Regions from separate parts of the Mus musculus genome. Here regions 2, 3, 4 and 5 are each linked to region 1. The links are chromatin contacts, called in public HiChIP or PLAC-seq and promoter capture Hi-C maps. All regions are on one chromosome and are shown on one strand. The core of a region is the stretch at or near the end of the contact, and the rest is flanking DNA. Distances in the headings are between cores, read along the strand shown.

Region 1 (2,716 bases), core at 73-2,572:
GGGTTCTTTAATTGGGTGGGTGAAGCTTACATTTAGAAGACATTTGGAAGAAAGGAAGGAAGGAAAGGAGGAAGGAAGCTAGAAGGAAGGAAATAAAGTTGTTCTAAAAGATAAGAAAGGATGGCACAACCAGTATGGTTGCTAAATTTAAGGTTTCTTTTTAAGTTTATATATAAAGACTATCTCAGGGATAGTAGTGTGCAATTTTAATCTCAGTGCTAGGAGGCAGAGGCAGGAGGATTTCTGAGTTTGAGGCCAGCCTGGTCTACAGAGTGAGTTCCTGGCCAGCCAGGACTCTACAGAGAAGCATTGTCTCAAAAAACAAGCCAGAAATAAATAAATTACAGAGAATATCTTTACTTTTTAAAAACTTGGGAGGCTCAAGTTTTCAACTGTAAAAATATAATACACATCCTTATATCCACATATATTTAAACTAATTTAGAAGTTGTCCATACGGCTTTTTCTTCTCTGAGAAACACAAAATCAAACCAAATATCTGGATAAGCAAGAAAATGTTGCCAAGAGAAGAAAAGGGGAGGGGCTCACGATTATTACAGGCAACTTAATGGTTGCTAAGGGTGGGGAACCATAATTAAACTCATTGGACCTCCAAAAGAAAAGGGGAGTGAGGTGGGGGCAAAAAAGTCGAAGGGAGAAGGGTTAGGAAATGGATTCCGTGGGAGCAGGAAAGCGAAGAGCGAGAAACGGGGATGGGGTGATGGAATACACTATATGTATGCATGTGTGAATACAGTGGTACCCATTATGCGCAACTAATACACGCCAAGTTTCCAAACTTTTTTAAGAAAAGAAATGAGCTGCGTTGCCCCACCAGCTTTCAGAGGACAGAGATGCTCTTGAACCAGGTAGGGCTGTCGCTGCCCGCCGGGCGCTGCGCGCTAAAATTAGCAAAAGCAATTACTCTCCCTCTTCCAGCGCAACCGGCCGAGCTAATTCACCAGCACTCACCCACTGCAGCACCCAGGGGGAGCCGGGGCAAGAATTAAAACCAGGACGCGCGTGGTATCCGGCCCAGCCGGGGCAGCGCGCGCAGGCCTACGGCCTCCTGCGACGCCCGGAGACCGAGGGGGACCCGCGCGGCCGACCCCCCGCCCCCCGACAGGCCCTGCTGCCGCCACCGGCCGGGAGCGGGCGCAGCTTGACGGGATTCGGGGGTTCGCGGAGTTCCCGACCGCGAGTTGGCGGGGGTTACCTCAAATCCTCCTCACGAAACCACCTCCCCACCCTCGGGAGGCACTGGGGCGCTTGCGGGTTCTTAGAGACCGCTCCTTGGCAACGGTTGCCATGCGGTGACGTCACTTCCTCTGGCTCGGGGAGGAGGGGGGCGCGCGCACACCGGAGGGCGGAGCCTCGGGCTGGAAAGCTTGGCCCTGGTACCTGGGGTTCCGAACCTCTGCAGAAAGCCTAGGGTGACTCTGGCTGTTATTCCCACTTAGACTCCTGCTGATAATAACCTTTGCGAACCGTCTACCGTTCTCACCTTGACAAAGGGCTTAACCTGTGCTGTTTGCGTGTGCTGTTTCATTCATTCATTCATTTATTTACCAAACTTGGGGCGACTTGTTTGAAGCAGGACTGGATAGGGTTTGGGGTCAGAAAGCATTGGGCGTGGTTTCCGAATTTAGGTTTTCGACGAAAGAATCTCCAGGTTAAATCATGCATGGAACAATTATAAACTATGGATTGAGAGACCCAGACATGGAGAGGAGAGACAGACCGGGACAAATGGAGGCCTACTCTGAAAACTAGGTTAGATGCTCAGACATCCTTGGAGAAACAGTAAATGTAATACCAGACTTGCCACAACCTCAAGCTAACAAATGATAAATTAGGCATTCCATACTGCTGACTGCTGGAAATGCAATAGAGAACAAGACCCAATAGGGTTGGTTCTGTCCTCACAGAGATGATGGGGAAAGAGAGGCAATATAGTTAAACAGCCCAGGACGGAGAGAAATGTACCAAGATGTCTCAGTGATGACAGAGTATGTGTGACGTTTACTGGGGGACAGGGATGGCTGAAGGAATCATACTGTCATGTCTCCATTAGACAGAGCGCTGTTTAAAGACCAGTAAAAAGAATCCAAATGACCTGTTGAGGTAGCTCAACTGGTAAAGGCGCTTGGCACACAAACCTAGAGACAGGTTCCACAGAGACAGATTGTGGTGTCCCCACCTGCTACAGACGAAAGGAGGAACTGACTTCACCCTGTGATTCCTTGGTGGGATTCACTGAGGAGTCTAAGAAGACATTCCTAGCAACAGTTTTACAGCATAGAGACCTTGCTTATTCTGTCTGAAACAAACTGTGGGTAGCTTTTCTTTTCCCCCCAGAGACGCCTGGTCAAGTCTGGTATGTAAGCTCCTAATGGTACCTTCTAACTGAACTGTGTTTGAGATTTTGAATAGATTTCTAACAGGCTCTAACAGCGGTTCTGAAAGCTTGTCACTTCTACCTCACCTCCCGCTCCACCCCCTCTTCCTCCACCTCCTCATCCTGTTCTCCTATAGCCTGTGCTAGGAAAGAACTCTACCACTGAGTTACACCTCCGACCTTGCTTTTTATTTTATTACATCATTAATTTATTGTGTGTAGGAGGGCCGGGCCCGTTGTGAGCAAGGCCACCCCTGGGCATGTGGGCCTGGCCGATGTAAGAAAGGTAGCTGAGAATCTCAGGAGAAGCAGGCCAGT
Region 2 (2,716 bases), core at 101-2,600, 960 kb after region 1:
GTCTAGTTGTATGTGTCTGTGCCTGGGTATGTGCAGGTGGGTGCGGTTCCCCTCAGAGGCCAGATCCATCAAATTTCCAAGGATCTGGGGTTACAAGTGGTTGTCTGTAGGTGCCAGCAACTGATCTGGGCTCCTCTGGAAGAGCTACACTCCCTCTTCACCTCTAAGCCACCTTTCCAGAATATTCTTCTAAAAGTTAGAGTTAGGATTTTTAAAGGCTCTGGTCACATTATAGCCTAAGGGTCGAAAAGAACCTTCCACAAAGGGGGAAATTTCATGATACTGGCATCAAAGATCCCTGCTTCCTCCAGGAGAAACACTTTGTAAACCTGGTCCACACAATCTATTATATCTGATTTCGACATCATTTTCAGTTTAATACTGCCCCCTGTGATTTAATAATCTGCCTTTTTGACTCAATGACTTAGTTGGAGCTATGTTTACAAAACTGATTCTTTTTGGGTGGGTGGGGGTAGGGAGTGTTCTTGGTTTTTTCAAGACAGGGTTTCTCTGTGTAGCCCTGGCTGTCCTGGAACTCACTCTGTAGACCAGGCTGGCCTCGAACTCAGAGATCCGTCTGCCTCTGCTTCCCAAGTGCTGGGGCTAAAGGCGTGCGCCACCACTGCCGGGCCCAAAACTGATTCTTTGAGCATCTGTTTTGTTTTTTTCTTCAGATTAGAACTTCCCATTCCCTGTAGAGGGATGGGGTATGATTAATAAATCTCAGAATAGAGGGAAAAAATGCTTAAAAGAAAACCTCACAGCATGGCTCATGCCTGTAGTGCCAGAGGCGAGAGAAAGGAGGAGTGCCGGCAGGAACAGTCTATATAGCCAGGAATAGGCTCAAAAATAAAATGGAGAGCCGATCCCAGCACTCAGAGGCAGTGACAGGTGGATCTCAGTGAGTTCGAGGGCTACACAGCGTTACCCTGTCTCAAACACTGAGAGGAAAACAGGAAGAAAGGAAATTCTATGAAGTCCCCGATCTAGACAAAAAACGATCCATGTTGAAGTTACGAAGTGACAGCTTGTCTTTCACAAGCTGTGTGCCGAGGGCTGTGGGCGTGCGTGCTTCCAGGCTGGAAAGGACAACTGTCTCGCAGGTCGGGGAGCTCCCGGCCAGGGGCTGTCACTGAGCGGGCGACCTGATCGCCCCCACGGCCTCGCACAGTCCCGCCCGGCCAAGCTTGGTGGCGCCGGGGCCCTGTCCCTCACCTTGCTCCCAGCGCACTTGTCCAGGAACTCGCGCAGCTCCCGACGCACCGCCTCGCGCAGCACGTTCAGGTTCACTCGCCCGTACGACAGGTGCGCCGCCATCTTGCCCGGGCACCCGCATTTCCCCAGACGCCGCCTGCGTCACGTGACGGGACGTTCACGTGATCCGAGTCGCTGAGGCACATTGAACGCGAAAGGCGGAGTCCTGCTGACAGTGATGCTCCTTCAAGGTCCTAGTGCGCATGCGAGGAGGAGTCCCCTCCCCGCCCCTTTCTAAAGTATTTCCCTACCATGCCTAAGAATGGTGAGCAGTGAAAATTGACTTTGTTTGTTTGTTTTCGAGACAGGGTTTCTCTGTGTAGCCCTGGCTGTCCTGGAACTCACTCTGTAGAACAGGCTGGCCTCGAACTCAGAAATCCGCCTGCCTCTGCCTCCTAAGTGCTGGGATTAAAGACGTGAGCCACCATCCCCAGGTCTTAAGGATGGAATTTAGATGTTATTTGTCGCGTTTAAAAGCACCATCCTTGTGTCTTCACAGCTAGAATACTGGTGTAAAATGGCGATCGAGGCCAAACTACAAAATGCACCTTACTACACCCAGTAAGTGGTTCAATCGCAGAGCAAGCTTATCTCTCCAAGTTCAAGGCCAGCCTGGTAAACATAGCGAGCTCCAGGACAACCAGGGCTACACAGTGAGACCTGTCTCCACATAAACAAACAATAAATGGACTGGAGAGATGGTTCACCAGTTAAGAGCACCTGCTGCTCTCCCATAGACCAGGTTCCCAGGATCCACAGTATAGCTCGTGACCATCTGTAACTCCGGTTCCAGGGTGTTGTGTTTTATAAAACAAGAAAAGGAAGCCAGGGATATGCTTGATAGAGTGAGGTATGGTGAGGTGGAAGGTGGTGCCTCTGCGAGCTTATGCTGAGACATCCCTTCCCCATGAGGTAACAGCCATATGACGGATATAGTATGGAATAGAGTTTATTTAGGGCATGGGGAGATGGGGAGGGGAGTTGAGGAAGGAGGTGGGGAGGGGAGAGGAGGGAAAGGGGAAGGGAAAGAGAGAGGGGGAGAGGGAGAAAATAGAGGCGTAGAGGCCGGCCAGGAACACGTGGAGACAGACAGGAAAGGGGAAAGGAGAGAGAAGGGAGAGGGAAGAGAGAAGGTAAGAGAGTGGGGGGGGGGGGGCCGCAAGCAGCCTCTTTTATATTGAGTCAGGCACACATGGCTGTTGCCAGGTAACTGCGCAGCAGAGCCTGGAAGAAATGCTAACACGGGATCTAGTGCCCCTTTCTCACCTAGGAGAGCAAGGCACACAGCACTGATAGATACTTTCAGGCAAACACAGTTTAAAAAATAAGAGAGAGAGATGGCTTAGTGGGAACACGCTGTTCTTCCAGAGAACCAGAGTTGGGGTTCCAGCTCAAAACTGCCTGTAACTCCAGCATTCCAGTTCCACATCCTCTATGCCCACTTCTGATCTCCATGGACTCA
Region 3 (2,716 bases), core at 141-2,640, 900 kb before region 1:
AAAAACCACCACCGACAAGGTCATACTTATATTGCTTATATATGTGTGGCACAATCCAAGGGTGGAGGGCTGGGGACAATTCCAAGCATTTAAGTTTTCTTCTTCCACATGCCAGCTCCAGGGTTGAGAGTTAGGTGGTGAGCTTAGGCAGCCTGGGCCTTTACCTTCTGAGCTATCTGCTAGCTACTTAAAAAAAAAAAAATCCATGTAGACCAACAAGTCTGGAACTCAAGAGATCCAGTTGCCTGTCCAGAGCTGGGATTAAAGGCATGTGCCATAACCAGGGGTAACTCTTCATTGAATTGCCCCTTCTTGAGACTGGGTCTCTTGTAGCTTAGCCTGGCCTAGAATTCCCTCATGAAGGTGAAGATGACCTTGACTGTCTAATCCTCCTTCCATTTCCCAAGTGCTCGTACTACAGGCAAGAACACCATGCCTGCCTTTAATTCACTGGAATGACTTTAATAGGTTGAGGGTTTTTTTTTTTCCCTCGGCCCATCACCTTCTTAAGCAATTTCACTTAGAAAAGAAAGAAAAAAAAAAAAACCAATTTAAACTCATTTGAAAAAAGTTAACCATTTGTTTCCAATTTAATTACAACACCTTAAAAAAAAAAACGGACCAGTGTTTGGTGGCCTTCCCGAGTTAAAGTAAAAGTTTTTAAAAGGGGTCAAGGTCTAAAGTTGACATTCTTGGGAAAGTCTGTTTAGTCTTCACCGAGGGAGACCCCATCACCCAGTTCTACTACCAATCAGGTCCATTTCCCTTCGGGTCCCCTGAAGGAGGAACTAAGAAGTCCGAGCGAGCTAGGGGGAAAAAAAAAAAGAGGGTTCAAATGAAGGTCAGAGACCCAACAGTTCGCCGGGGTGAATAAAGTGGGGCAAAGTGAAGCAGCTGGCGGTGGCTTCTGAGGCGGCAAGCTTCCCCACGCTGGCAGGGCAAGTCGGCACGCAGTGGCACCTGGGGGCCTACTGTGTGCCAGGCCCCGATTGCAGGTCCCCGCCCCGAAGGTGCCCGCAGGCCATCCTCTAAGTTGTGATTTGGTGGGGTGGGGGTGGGGTGAAATCAAGGTCCTCCAAGGGGGTCGAGGACACCCGAGCAGCTCACGGCGCCCGTCCCCGAAGCAGATCCCGAAGTTCAGACCCGCCTTGGCGAGGGCGGATCCCTCCTGGCCCCCTCCACGGCCCTAGTTCGACCCCGGGGAGAGCGAACGCGGCCCAGCGCTGCGCCCCGCTCCTCACGTGTCCCTGATCGGCCCCCCGGGCCGTCTCACGTTCGACTTCCGCCTGACCCTTCCGACTTCCGGTAAAGAGTCCCCCCCCCCACCCCCGACACCTCCCCCGCCCCGGGTCTGTTTCGCATCTCCGCGCCCTCCAGGCCCGCGTCAACCCCGTCCGCGTCCGCCAGCCCGGGTCCCATGCGTTCGTCCACCGCCGCCGCTCAGCGGCCCGCGGCGGGGGACCCCGAGCCGCGCCGCCCGGCGGGCTGGGCCGCGCGGCGCTCGCTCCCGCGGACGGCGCGGCGCGGCGGGCGGGGCGGCGCGGTGGCGTATCCCTCCGCCGGCCCTCCCCCGCGCGGCCCCGGCGCCCCTCCCCGCGGGCCGCGCTCGCCACCCTGCGCCTCAGACTGTTTTGGTAGCAACGGCCACGGCGCGTCCCGGCCCGGCTCCCGGCGGCTGCTCGGTGTCTGCGGGCCTCCCCGCCCCTTCGTCGTTGTCCTGCTGCCTCTGGCCCCCGCGGCCACGCCGGCCCGCGCCTGCCCGCCCGGCGTCCGCGCGTCCCCGCCGCGCTCCGGCGTCTCCTCCTCGGCGCGCCCGGCACCCGGCTGTCCCCGCCCGGCGTGCGAGCCGGTGTATGGGCCGCTCACCATGTCGCTGAAGCCGCAGCCGCAGCCGCCCGCGCCCGCCACTGGCCGCAAGCCCGGCGGCGGCCTGCTCTCGTCGCCCGGCGCCGCGCCGGCCTCGGCCGCGGTGACCTCGGCTTCCGTGGTGCCGGCCCCGGCCGCGCCGGTGGCGTCTTCCTCGGCGGCCGCGGGCGGCGGGCGTCCCGGCCTGGGCAGGTGGGTGTCAGCTCCCCCAGCCCCCTCCGCGCCGGGCCGATCCCGCGCCGCTCGTCCCCTCCCCCGCCTCGCGCCCCGTGACCGGCCGGCTTCGCGATGTGCCGGGGGGCCCGCGGAGGGGCGGGAGGCGCCGGCAGATTCCTTCGGGCTTCTCGGGCCGTGTCCAGCCTCCCGCACCATCGCGTCCCCTCCCCCCAGACGGCCAAGATGGACGGCCCTGGCGGCCCCCTGCCCCTCCCGGGTGTGCCAGGGGCGATTGGTATCCCGCCCCACCCCCTTGCTGCGCCCCCCCCCCCGATAGAAGGGCGGCTGAGCCTGGGTGCGGGTCGCAGGGGGTGGGGGGATCCTCTCCTGAAATGAGCCTCTTTGCCGGGTGGGGAGTCGGGAGGGAGGAGGGGAGATTGAGGCCCAGCCGCCCCAGGTAGGGTCAAGCCGGGTGTCCTGCATATCTATCCCCCGCCCCGCAGACCCTGGGAAGGTGGGCGACGGAGGCGAGGTGGGTGCCAGCGGCCTAACGCACCCATCCCCCTTTAGATCTGGGGCGGCGGGGTTCCCGCAGCGGGCCGTTCTTCCCCTCCCCCCCCCCAACTGGGGAAGGGGTGGGAGTGCCCGGCTCCCTCCAGGCCCGCCTCCCTCCTTCCCCGCAAGGTCCCCTGCG
Region 4 (2,716 bases), core at 70-2,569, 610 kb after region 1:
TTCGTGCATGGAGAGACTTTCCCACAGCTGTGGACTTGGATGGCTTCCGGCTTTGTTTTAGTTTTGGCAGGTGGTGCTGTCTGTGTGCTGTGTTTTCCAGCCTGAGTGGTACTTTCTTTATGGAGTCGGTTGTACTAAGGTCTGGGGGCCTGTTACACCAGCACCTCGTGACAGAGGTGAAAGTCAATAAATACTTGGACACCCTTAAGAGACACGTTGCTAGGGTGTGTGTACTCTGATCAGGATCCAAAGGGAATAAATTAGTAAATAAAAATGAAAAAAAAGAGCGAGAGATATTACTGTTAGTGTCACACAATAAGGTCAGAGAGCAGAAGGTGAAATTATTTAAGGTCACATGGAATATATATAGTCGGTGTTAATGGTCCAACTTTGAACATAGGTTGTACCATGAGGATCCCCAGCCCGAAAGTGGCTGGGGATATAGCTGAGTTGGTAGAGTGTTCCTGATCCCCAATATTTCATAAACCATACCTGGTGGTACATGCCTGTAATCCCTGCCTGTGGAGGGAGCAGATGGAGTATCAGATGCTCAAAGGCACTGGGCACACTAGGTTATAAAGAAGGAAAAAAAAAAAGGTCTTGAAGTTTTGATGAGGATAGGTTGAGGGAGGTGCGAAATGGATAGAATGGGAGTGGGGGGTTAGAGGGTGTCTGTGATCATGACAATAAGAAATAGAATATTCTAAAAACTTGGGGAGAGCTTCAAGGTCGCCTTCATCTACACAATGAGTTAGAGGCCTGCCTGAGATGCAGTAAATCTTGTCTGGAAAAAGAAAAAGAAAAGAAACAGAAAACAAAAAACAAATCGCTTGAAAGCCTCTTTCAAACACTCAGGGGCTTCGTAGATGTTAAGAACTGAAGTGTCAAGGTTGGCAAGACTGGATCCTCTTACATTTATACAGCTGGTATCCAGTTTACTCAGCCTTCAGATGAGTGAATGAAAAAAAGTGTAAGCCAGATGTGGTGGCTTTAATCCCAGCACTTGGGAGCAGAGGCAGGAGGATTTCTGAGTTTGAGGCCAGCCTGGTCTACAGAGTGAGTTCCAGGACAGCCAGGGATACACAGAGAAACCCTGTCTTGAAAAACGGGGTGGGGTGGGGGGGTGGGGAAACGGACGGATGGAGGGACGGGGACAGAATGAAAAAGAAAGGAATGAACAAGAAAAGTGGAAATGAGTCAGGATAAAGTGGGAGTAAATACCTATGTCCTCTATGGGCCTATTTATCTCTACCGGGTCATCTGAAAACCACGTGGTCTATCTAGCCGGTGACCCCGCCCACTTCCAAGCTCCACCCTTCATCTGTTTCCGTACTTGCGCGTTGGCTGAGCTGTTTTGGCCCCGGGGAGGACCCGTAGCCTCAGCCTCGGCTGGCGTCCGTAGCCGGGAAACCCAGAACTCTAGCTTGAGGTCCGCGATGTCGGGTGAAGACGTTCCGCACCGGGCAGAGTCCTCCGAGGCCCGTGCGGCCGCGGTCAGCGACATCCAGGATCTGATGCGACGCAAGGAGGAGATCGAGGCGGAGATCAAGGCTAATTACGACGTCCTGGAGAGCGTGAGTGTGGCGGGGAGGCCTGCGGACGAGGCTCGGGGTCGCTGCCAAGCAGTGTCCTAGAGGGGGTCTTTGCTGCGTGCCACACGCCCCTTTAAGCATTTTTTCTTTACGTGGGATTAATTTTCATTTTCGGAAGCATTAACTTTGCATTTTAAAGTTTTTTGTTTGTTTGTTTTTAACGCAGCCCCTAAGCTGGCTTCGAACTCGTGATCCTCCTGCTTCATCTTTCTGAGTGCGGGAATCGCGGGCCTGTGCAACCATGATATAGGCCTTAGTGAAACTGCCTCGGTCGCAAGGATAGACTATTTGCTGAGGCATAGTGATAATCGCTACTGTCACTTTCTGTAGGTGACATTACCAGGTTTGGCCTCGCCACCCGCTTTTCTTTAGGACTTTATAAATGTCAACTGGGAGAATTAATTGGGCATCTTGTTAAAATGCACGTTGTAGCCAGGGGAGGCATCCCTATTTAAGCCCAGCGTTTAGAGAGTGGAGGCAGGGGGATCAGGACTTGAGGGTTATTCTTGCCTACATAGTAAGCTCGAGGCTGTCCTGGGTTATATTAGACCTTGTCTCAAAAAAAAACCAAAAAAAAAAAAAAAAAAAAAAAACAAAAAAGAAAAGTAAAAATGAAATGCAGACTCTAATTGGGATAGGGAAAAGACTCTGGATTTTAAGAAAACCCTCACCTCTGCTAATTGCTCTTTTAAGTGGAGCCAGATTAAGCACATTGTCTTTACTGTAAAAGGGGAAACAGGGCCAGAGTGGAGCCAATGCTTGCCCAGTTAGGAAGGGGGAATGGTTGGCTCTGTGATCTGTTTACCTCCTAAGCAGATATATTTTTCATAAAACCCCAAGTCAGTGTATAGAGGAAGGGGAGGCTAAATCACACTCATTGCTGGGCACAATGACATCTGGGTGATGGGTGCCAGATGACGGTGTCATATAGAGGTTCTACAGGCCAGGTAGGTGCTGACCATGTGCCTGAAAGGTACTATCTTGTATGTGTGCTGTGCCAGGAAACTGTCACAGCAGTATTGTTAACTTGTGTCCCTGAAGCTCAAAGGGGCGGAGTCAGGGGCTGGAGAGATGGCTCAGTGGTTTAAAGGCACTGGCCATCATAAGGACTGGAGTTGAGATCC
Region 5 (2,716 bases), core at 97-2,596, 530 kb after region 1:
TTATACAAGACAAAGATGGATTCCAAGTCATAAGGAAAAATCCAGATCTTTTTAAAAGGTCTTCATTCTTCCAAGTGTGAGTCCTTTGGCAAATGTTAAACACATTCAGGCGTCCTGAACTGGATGGTGGAGTCAAAGGAAAAGCATTCCCCATTTGCAACAAAGGAAAAACCCACTTGGCCATTTAATTCCATTGCAGAAAAATGGCTCCCTCATCTGTTGGCCTCTCCTTGGAGTCTGATGAAGGATGTTTTGAGATCAGCGTCTAATAACTCAAGCCCTATAGAAGCCGCGCGCTGATTGGCTGCCGCACCCTGCCGCCCTGCTCCAGCCAATTACCTACCCACGGCCAAATTACAAACCCCGAAAAGAGCCCCAATATGAAATACACCACCACGAAGCCCCGGCGAGGCGGCTGCTTCGCCTCGGCAGCCCGAGAAGAGAGACCGAGGGCGTCTGCAACCAGATCCACGCGAAAAGCCGGGGAAGCCTACGAGTTGAACTCACAAAATGGAAGCCGAGCGCTGATTGGCCGCCGCCACTCCCGGACCTTTAATAAAGAAAGGGGAAGGAAAATGATAAATGCAAAAAAGGGGACTCTCTGTCGCTGGTGGCTGGAGGAAGGAGGGAGGGAGAAGCATGTGTTCAAGACAATTACTGGGCGCTCCCCTCCAAAAATAAAAACAGAAAGGCAAAAAATAAAAACGAAAAAATAAAGAGAAAGAGCTATCTTCCCCGTCCAGGCGAGGGTTGTATCCTCCCAGGAATGTGAAGGCTAGTGTGGTTCCAAACCTTGGTTTCCCTTCCCCAGCACAGCTCCTGGGAGGGAGGGGGCGTGCGGGCCAAAGAGGAAGCGGGATCGGAGATACCTCGATTGCAAACTCGTTTGGGGTCGACGTCTGCCTCCCCTCCAGGCTTCTAGTAGTCATACACACGATCACCCCCCACTCGAAACCCAGCCCTTTTCGCCGAGACTCCACGCGTCCACCACCGGCCTGGGCAGTTTGGAAACAGTTTGGGAGGCCCTGGGGGCGCACACCGTGGAGTCTTCCGTAGCTGGAAGGGTAGCCCCAGCCGCGGGGGAGATAGAAGCCGTGGAGACCCCCCTCTCCCCCGTCAGCCAAGCCCCCCACCTCAGTCCCAGCAGAATAAATAAATTAAAAGGCCTTCCCCCCGGGGAAGGGGGGGGAGGCAGTGTGGGAGCGCGCGAGTGAGGGGTGGGGGGCCGCTGGGGCCCGGGGCTTTGGCGGCGCAGCTGCCGCCGCCGGGAGAGTGCCTGGGGAAGCGGCGAGGAAGGCGAGGGGAGGAGGAAGAGGAGGAGGAGGAGGAAGAGGAGGAGGGTGAGCACTCGGGTCGGGCTCCTTAGCGGTGTATTGTGGGATGTGCGGCTACTGGGAGCCGAGCCTCCGCCGCCAGCCGCCTCCCGGGCAGCAGCAGCAGCAGCAGCGGCGGCGGCAGCAGCAAGGGCAGCGGCAGCTCGGGGCCCGGCAGCCGCTAAGGCGGCGTCCCCCCCATCCCGGCCCCCGGTCCGGCCGCCCCGGCCTCGGCTCCCGCGGGGGACACCATGTACTGGCTGGCGGCGCAGGGAGGCCGGCGCCCGGCGGGGATGTAAGCGCGGCGCAGGGAAGGGAGGAGAGAGAGAGAGAGAGAGAGAGAGAGAGGCCGCGGTCAGAGGAGCCGGGCAGCCCGAGCCCCCGGCCCCCGCCCGGGCGGGCGACGCCAGGCCCTGCCGCGCGCCCCGCTCCCGAGCCGGGCCGAGCGCCACGCCGGGCGGCTGGCGGCACCATGGGCCGGAGCCCGCGTCCTCCGTGCGTCCCGGACCGCGCCAGCCCGCAGCGGGGGCCCCGGGCAGCCCCTCGCTGCCAGCCGGAGACGGTGGCCGAGCGGGCGGGCGCGTAAACCCTCCGGAAAGGGTTTATTCTCTCGCTCCATTCTTAGATTTTTTTTCCTCGGGAGGCGGGGGGGGGGGGGAGAGGCAGCGAGACAAGCTTTCGGGGCGCGCTGGTAAGGTGGGAGGGGGGTGGGGGCCAGCCGATTGGATTCTCGGGCGAATGTGTAGAAGCGTCGGAGAGGACAACAACTTGCTTGGGTTTCAGGTTGGGTTAACGGCATGGAGAACAGTCACCCCCACCACCACCACCAGCAGCCCCCGCCGCAGCCCGGCCCTTCGGGCGAGAGGAGGAACCACCATTGGAGAAGTTACAAGTTGATGATTGACCCGGCTCTGAAAAAGGGGCACCATAAACTGTACCGCTACGATGGGCAGCATTTCAGCCTGGCCGTGAGTAGCCGGCGCGCCTTCCCGCCACCCCCACCCACCCCCGGTGGAGCCCCCAGACAAGAGGCGAACGGAGGGGGACCCCTCTTCCAGCTACCTGGGCCAACTGTCAGCCAGGACTCCCTCCCCTCAGCCTGGAGTGGGACTGGTGCCTTGAGGGGGGGGGGTCTGCCCCTGCCCCTGGGGAGGGTGCCAGCCCTTCTATACTGAACCCCCTGTCTCTGCCCACAGATGTCCAGCAACCGCCCGGTGGAGATCGTGGAAGATCCCCGGGTGGTCGGAATCTGGACCAAAAACAAGGAGCTGGAGCTGTCTGTGCCCAAATTCAAGGTAGGACCCCTCCTCTCTGTCTTATGGTCCCTCCCCCCCTCCTTCCCCGAGTTCGAAAATAACGCCAGTCCTGACCAAGCCCAGCCGGATTCTTAGTTCCCGCCGTCC

The links. Promoter capture Hi-C pulls out the DNA fragments that hold promoters and counts their contacts. HiChIP or PLAC-seq counts read pairs in DNA pulled down with a chosen protein or histone mark.
Region 2: an H3K27ac HiChIP or PLAC-seq map of microglia shows a contact between it and region 1, with 7 times the contacts expected there. The contact joins the promoter of Vps33a here to the promoter of Ift81 in region 1. A contact is called at or near these places in 2 of 115 datasets of contacts at active chromatin or transcription factors (bone marrow-derived macrophages and microglia).
Region 3: a contact with region 1 is called in a promoter capture Hi-C map of pre-B cells, with 2.0 times the contacts expected there. The contact joins the promoter of Atxn2 here to the promoter of Ift81 in region 1. A contact is called at or near these places in 1 of 39 promoter capture datasets (pre-B cells) and 1 of 115 datasets of contacts at active chromatin or transcription factors (pro-B cells).
Region 4: a contact with region 1 is called in a promoter capture Hi-C map of liver, with 3 times the contacts expected there. The contact joins the promoter of Psmd9 here to the promoter of Ift81 in region 1. A contact is called at or near these places in 2 of 39 promoter capture datasets (liver and pre-B cells).
Region 5: a contact with region 1 is called in a promoter capture Hi-C map of pre-B cells, with 1.7 times the contacts expected there. The contact joins the promoter of Setd1b here to the promoter of Ift81 in region 1. A contact is called at or near these places in 1 of 39 promoter capture datasets (pre-B cells) and 1 of 115 datasets of contacts at active chromatin or transcription factors (heart atrium).

Annotation. Positions count from the first base shown.
Region 1 is chr5:122,613,222-122,615,937 of GRCm38.p6, forward strand. It overlaps Ift81 (intraflagellar transport 81), which reads right to left and starts at 1,323. Exons shown (of 19, transcript NM_009879.4): 1 at 1,217-1,323.
Region 2 is chr5:123,571,665-123,574,380 of GRCm38.p6, forward strand. Vps33a (VPS33A CORVET/HOPS core subunit) reads right to left here and starts at 1,351. Exons shown (of 13, transcript NM_029929.3): 1 at 1,216-1,351. The coding sequence starts at 1,317.
Region 3 is chr5:121,710,219-121,712,934 of GRCm38.p6, forward strand. Atxn2 (ataxin 2) reads left to right here and starts at 1,391. Exons shown (of 25, transcript NM_009125.2): 1 at 1,391-2,058. The coding sequence starts at 1,418.
Region 4 is chr5:123,226,871-123,229,586 of GRCm38.p6, forward strand. It overlaps Psmd9 (proteasome (prosome, macropain) 26S subunit, non-ATPase, 9), which reads left to right and starts at 1,320. Exons shown (of 6, transcript NM_026000.2): 1 at 1,320-1,574. The coding sequence starts at 1,437.
Region 5 is chr5:123,140,847-123,143,562 of GRCm38.p6, forward strand. Setd1b (SET domain containing 1B) reads left to right here and starts at 1,347. Exons shown (of 17, transcript NM_001040398.2): 1 at 1,347-1,608; 2 at 2,097-2,281; 3 at 2,510-2,608. The coding sequence starts at 2,111. It also overlaps a transcript of Rhof not described here.